Regions from separate parts of the Anser cygnoides genome. Here region 1 is linked to region 2. The links are chromatin contacts, called in public Hi-C maps. All regions are on one chromosome and are shown on one strand. The core of a region is the stretch at or near the end of the contact, and the rest is flanking DNA. Distances in the headings are between cores, read along the strand shown.

Region 1 (3,094 bases), core at 85-2,584, 51 kb before region 2:
TGCTTGGCACTAAGGTAATGATTGAGTAACATGGGTCTGTAAGAATCTGTGTTTAGCATGGAATAGGAGAGGCTGCATATGCAGCTACAGTTTTGTGTGTTGACTTGCAGAAAGCTGTCAAGCTGCAACAATGTAAGATGCATTTAAGCTGCATGCCATTGTGTTCAGTTAACTAGATGTCTGAATTTTAGACACAGGCACTGGGATTTATCTATGATGGAGTGGTCTAGCTCCAGAACAGCTGCTGTCAGTGGAGTACGAGGTCTGGTCTTAGATGGCAAATGTTTGCATTCTGCTATATCAAGGTATTCTGGAGCATTCTTGAATTGATTTGGCACTAGCTTGGGTGTTCAATCTGTCCTTGTTTGTACAACGTAATGTACAGCAAACTGTACAAGTTCTCATTATGAAATGACAACTCAATTATTCAGGCTCTTTTGAATTTAGTACTCTTAAAAATTCAGTAAAAATAAGCTGCAGTAACCTGGAGGAAAGTGTTCAGAGTGAAGTCAGTAGGGTCATGTTTCTGAACACAGTGGGAAGGAGAATTTTCATAAAGATTTTATGGACCCCAGGAACACATTTTGTTCTTGAACTAAGACTTAATGTGCGATACATCTGTGAATTTGTTGTAGGTACTGCTTGACAGTAGGCTTTTTTTTTCTGTATAATTTGCAGTCTGTAGTCTTTCCTGTTACAGAGTGGAATTTTGGGTGAAGTAGTAGGTACCACGTTGCTTGTTCACTATGGAGTCCAGAGATACATTCGGTATCACTGGATCTCTGCTTTCATTTTCCTTGTTGGTTGTGTTTGGGCTGGCTTTTGGGGTTTCCTCTAGTTGTCAGACTTGTGTTACCTTTCTTTAAAGAGTCATTAAGGCAGGGATTCTCACTGTCTGTCATGGGACACCACAGTCTTGCACACGAAAGATTGGATTTTTTCAAAATTACAGAAGTGCAGAATTTTAAATTGACAAAGTTACAGAATCACAGAATCACAGAATCGTCTAGGTTGGAAGGGACCTCCAAGATCATCTAGTCCAACCTCAGCCCTAACACTAACAAGTCCTCCACTAAACCATATCACTAAGGGCTACATCCAAACGTCTTTTAAAGACCTCCAGGGATGGCAACTCAACCACCTCCATGGGCAGCCCATTCCAATGCCTAACAACCCTTTCAGTAAAGAAGTTCTTCCTAATATCCAACCTAAACCTCCCCTGGCGCAACTTTAACCCATTCCCCCTCGTCCTGTCACCAGGCATGTGGGAGAATAGACCAACCCCCACCTCTCTACAGCCTCCTTTAAGGTACCTATAGACAGCGATGAGGTCTCCCCTGAGCCTCCTCTTCTCCAGGCTGAACAACCCCAGCTCCCTCAGCCGCTCCTCGTAAGACTTGTTCTCCAGACCCCTCACCAGCTTCGTTGCCCTTCTCTGGACTCTCTCGAGCACCTCCATGTCCTTCTTGTAGCAAGGGGCCCAAAACTGAACACAGTACTCAAGGTGCGGCCTCACCAGAGCAGAGTACAGGAGGACAATCACTTCCCTAGACCTGCTGGCCACACTGCTTCTTACGCAAGCCAGGGTGCTGTTGGCCGCCTTGGCCACCTGAGCACACTGCTGGCTCATATTCAGCTGACTATCAACCAGTACTCCCAGGTCCTTCTCTGCCAGGCAGCTTTCTAACCACTCACCTCCCAGCCTGTAGCGCTGCTTGGGGTTGTTACGCCCCAGGTGCAGGACCCGGCACTTGGCCTTGTTGAACTTCATGCAGTTGACCTCAGCCCATCGGTCCAGCCTATCCAGATCAAAGTTCATTTTTAGGCAGTTAATAGTTGATCACAACAATCAACAAGTTAACTCAGACCAATATGTTAAACTAAAAATAGTAAAACGCTGTGTAAATAAAGTTGCCTAGTTGTATTATTAATGTATCACATGAACTCTGTATTCTTAGTAGTGTGGAGGACAGAGTTGGGAGTGTGTCCTACTTCATCACGTTTGAATTGATAAACAAGAAATCAGGCACCATCCTGGCCTGTGAAGAACAGAACTCATTCAAATTAACTTGGTGGAATGTTCTGCTTTCGGTGAGCTTTGAAACGCAGAGGCCATTTACAACCACGATTGCTAACACAAGGAGGCTGTATAGGAGTTATACTGGAATTTTTTTTTCAATCTGGAGGGCATCAAGGAGGCTGAGTGGTAATGGAGTTTTTAGCACCAACTGCTATATTCTGCTCAGTGTTTTCAGGCAGCAGCCATTTTACTGTAAACATTGGCTGAAGAGCAGTTCTGAACATGAACTGGCAAAAATGGATAAATCTATGCCAAGCACAGGCTCACAGCTCTTAGAAGAACAGGTAATGGTGAGGTTAATGCTTTTGTGTTGTGTTACTAAAGTTAGTGAAATTTCAGCAACAAAACAAATTCAGAGGTTGAGGTACTCTCTTCATCCCATTTGATATTCACAACTTTTGTTCTTTGGCTATTTTGCTGCTTGCTGCATTGCTAGTGGGAGTGATGGAACAGACTCTTTCATTTAAAATGAGTTTAAGGTATAGGCAAGGTACATCCTGCAATGAAAAATTAATAAATAAATAAATGCAATGATGCTGGAAAACTGCTGAGGAAGTGAAGTTGGAATATTTGACTCAGTTTGAATGTGATTTTTTTATTTTTTTTATTTTTTTTTAGCAATTGATGGCTGGTAAATTTTTCAGCAACAGATTGTACTGTGGAATTTACCAGCCATCAATACCCAAAGTCATAATGAGATTTGATATCTATTGCACTGACGAGCATTAACAACTGCTTTGGAATAGGATAAATCCCTAACAATTTTATTATCCTTACAACTCTGCAGAATCTGAATCAAAGCTGATCGCTGATGTCACAATATTGCAGCAACTCTATCATGTCTGCTTATCAATGGATTTTTACTTCAACCTGAGTCAGAGCAGTGGAACCATCTTTGAAATCAAGATATAGCTTGAATCAATCTAAAGGTAGTCAAGCTCTCAAGTAAGTTTGTTCCATCATGATCATGGGATGAGGGCACATCTAAATCAGAAAAGCTGTTAAATATGTTAC
Region 2 (3,230 bases), core at 316-2,815:
GTCAGCCTTGATAATATTCACTTTTCTTGCTGTTCTCTTCCATTTCTTCTTCCTCCTACAGTGTAATGAACAACATCTATTTTAGAAGAAATTTGCAGCATGATAGGCAGAACAACCTTCAAACTACCCCACACCTCTGAAGATCAATGGACTGAGTAAATGGTCCAGTATTTGTTATTTTGATTTGGCTCAGTTGAACATTGCCCTTAATATCTGTCAATTTCTTGGAAATGAAGAAAACTTGTTATTCAGAACAGGAAATCATAGATACCATCCCAGGAAATGAGGTTATCTTCCACTTAACTCTCAGCATTTCTTATTCAAGTGGAGCATGAATCATTTGCTGTAGGATGATGAAAATACAGGAAAATACTGAGTGAAGTTGAAAGCAATTTGTAAGAGAGGCTTGAAGTTTTATGGCACTGGAAATGTTAAATGTCTGTGCTTGCTCATTTGAGATCACTACATGTAATGAAACTTTTCTGAAACCCTAAAAGCATGTGGAACACAGAAGTCCACAGTGATGGTGCTCACACCCACACCTGGCTGCTCGCTCAGTGTGGGCCCGGTCAAGGCGCAGTAGCAAACTCTACCTGGAGAATCCTGCTAGGCCCTACTTCTGTCCCCCCTCCACTTAGTAACAACTTCCCCTAACTTACAGAGTGTAAGAGTTGGATTTTTTTTTTCTTTTCTGAAATCAGTTCTCAGAGAAATGTTTATTCTTCTGAGTAGTGTACCTGATGCAAAGGCGCGTGATATACTGATACTGATGCATGTACAGCGTTTATTAGCGCAGGTAGGTGAGGAAGAGTTAAAGGTTTTCATTTCATTTTCTTTGTCTGAAAAGAGCATTAAATGAGGATACTCATATCTTTTGTATATATATTTTATGATACAGTTTGTGTTTCCCCCATTATTTCAATTTCAAGCTTCAAGATAAACACCAGGGAGAGAGTGATTTTAGAGGGGTGAAAAAGGCAGATGAATTGGATTTATATCTTTGCTGTAAAATTTGGTACTTAAAAAAAATCAAACTGTGAAAAATGCCAACAATAGACAGTCTGTTCTGTTATTCAGAGGTAAAAGATAAAAGATAAGCCTCTTGGCAACCAGAAATCCATTTCAGCAGCTTCTGAAGTGTCACAGACTAGTCTGTGAAGACATTTCGTAATAACACTGATAAAGATCATGTAGTATTGAACTGATCTGCAAACATGCAAACACAGACTGAACTTATGTGTGTCATTGTGCATGTGTATTCATGAGGATTTGTGAACAAGTGGAAGGACAGCATTTCAAAAATTCTGTAGTAAAGTAAGAGGAGTTTATTGCTCATTAACTTTCTTCCTTTTTTTTTTCTGCATGTGAAGATAAATGAGATCTTAGCAAAAAAATTTCTGATTCATCAATATAGCCATTACAGGGAAAAAAAGCAAATAAGTAACGTTTTGAGCTTTGAGGTCTAAGACTTTATAAAGGGAAGGGTACAAAAGACAGTGCAGCAGTCAAGTCAGGAAAATGGCAATGAATTTTCAATGGTGTGCTTGACTTCCTTTTTCATTGTCAGTGTCTTATTCTGGAATCCATATCTTATTACTGACTGCTGATTAAATTATTCAGTGGTTATTTGAAAGTTAGCAAACAGATTTTCTCTAAATCTAAATACAATTATCACAAACATAGGAGTGGATAGGATGGTGATACGAGATGCTTTCTCATTTAAGCAGTAGCTCCAGTCTACCAGACCTCATACTTTTAAGTTACTGGCTATTCTGCCCTGTTAGAAACATGGTGATTTCACGTGTTAATAGTACCTTGGATGTAAGATGTAAATCTACTACTTAAACTGTGTGGATGTAGGCATTTTTGACAATGCTTCCTATTTGTTAGGGCAGAATAGGCTTTCACAAGAGAGAAAAGTTTGCTCATAAGGAATAAAACAGCCAATAAATGAATGGTTTGCTAATAAAGTCTACATTAATTTGTAATGTCTGAAAATGTCATTTTTTTTCCTGGTAACTTTGTAAGGGCCCTGTCAACTATGCCTTTTAGGCTGTGACTAGCAGTGAAATCTATGTGATCATCAACAAGAATAACAAACTACTTGGGCTAGTTTTAATTGAATATTTGTGGCATGTCATAAAATACAGGATAATTAGGATGCTGTTGGCTGGGCAGAATTGAGTAATTTTGGCAACACTTGATTAAGCTTTGCAGAGGAGACGAAGGGCTATTGCCACTTAGCGCATGTGATGGCAGTGTGATTAATGGAAATAGGAACCCTGGTATGGAAGGAGCGTCTTGGGCACTGTTTCTGTTGTGAGCTCAGAAGCAGGGACTGCTTAATAGTGATGGCAGGGTGATAACTTCTACAGCTTAAGGGAAGGAAATCTTTTCTCTGCTTTTCCAGTGTCTTGCATAGGTCCTCTCTGTTTCTGTGTCTTCAGCCCTGGCATCAAATTCAACTGCTAGGTCTTCTTTCAAAAAAACGGTTAGTGGAACCAATAATAGCTAAGTGACCCTGTTGAAGTCAGGTCTGTGATGTTATATATATCTGTCAGAATTTTCCTGGAAGAATGCAAATTTACAGTAAATGCAGCACTGAAAGCAAAAATATTGTTCTGTAATACATTTCTGCACAGGTCAGCATATTAAGTCAGTACATTATGAAAGCCTGGCAGCAGAGGTAGTCTTTCTCAGTCTCTTAGTCATTTTCCAGGAACATAAATGAAGATGATTTCATGTTGAGTAAAGAATAAAACATTTTTATTCTCATTTCTAGACTCTAAATAATTATTAAGTGCAATACAAAGACTGTAAGGTAATTAGCTTTTCAACCCAGTATTGACCAATAACAGATTCTACTAATGGTGGGAATTGTGTTAATGAGAAGTTTGCAAGAGAAAGATTTATATGCATTCATCATATGCAGATTTCATAACATGAGATTTTGTGTTATGAATAGAAGCTTTGAGCCAGTTACTAAGAAAATAACGAGGCTACAGTATGCAAGAATTTAGCCATGGAGGAATGAAGATTATATTCTAGGTCTCAATTTTGAGTTTCTTCTGAATGGCTTATCATGTTGTTCTTGCATGCAAGCTGTAAATTCAGGTGATCATATCTATTCAACACATTCTAACTCATCTTCATAGTTCCACGGTCCCAAGCTACAAAGCACTTTTTTTTTTTTTTTTGCTGTACATTGTTCTTTTTGTTTGTTTGGTTTG

What was found. A called contact is a pair of places that touch in the nucleus more often than the background predicts.
Region 1: a Hi-C map of liver shows a contact between it and region 2, with 2.2 times the contacts expected there. The contact joins the promoter of FOXI1 here to the enhancer-like site in region 2. A contact is called at or near these places in 3 of 7 Hi-C or Micro-C datasets (granulosa cells and liver).

Annotation. Positions count from the first base shown.
Region 1 is chr14:14,971,621-14,974,714 of Taihu_goose_T2T_genome, reverse strand. It overlaps FOXI1 (forkhead box I1), which reads left to right and starts at 1,334. Exons shown (of 3, transcript XM_066977089.1): 1 at 1,334-3,094.
Region 2 is chr14:14,920,451-14,923,680 of Taihu_goose_T2T_genome, reverse strand. All of the region lies in intron 2 of C14H5orf58 (chromosome 14 C5orf58 homolog), which reads left to right. Among named protein-coding and RNA genes, the nearest start is that of C14H5orf58, 20 kb to the left of the region's middle. Within about 2 kb of position 1,565, at least 2 of the 3 cell types and tissues checked have open chromatin away from gene starts, as enhancers often do. A contact at or near this core is called in liver, where this site is marked.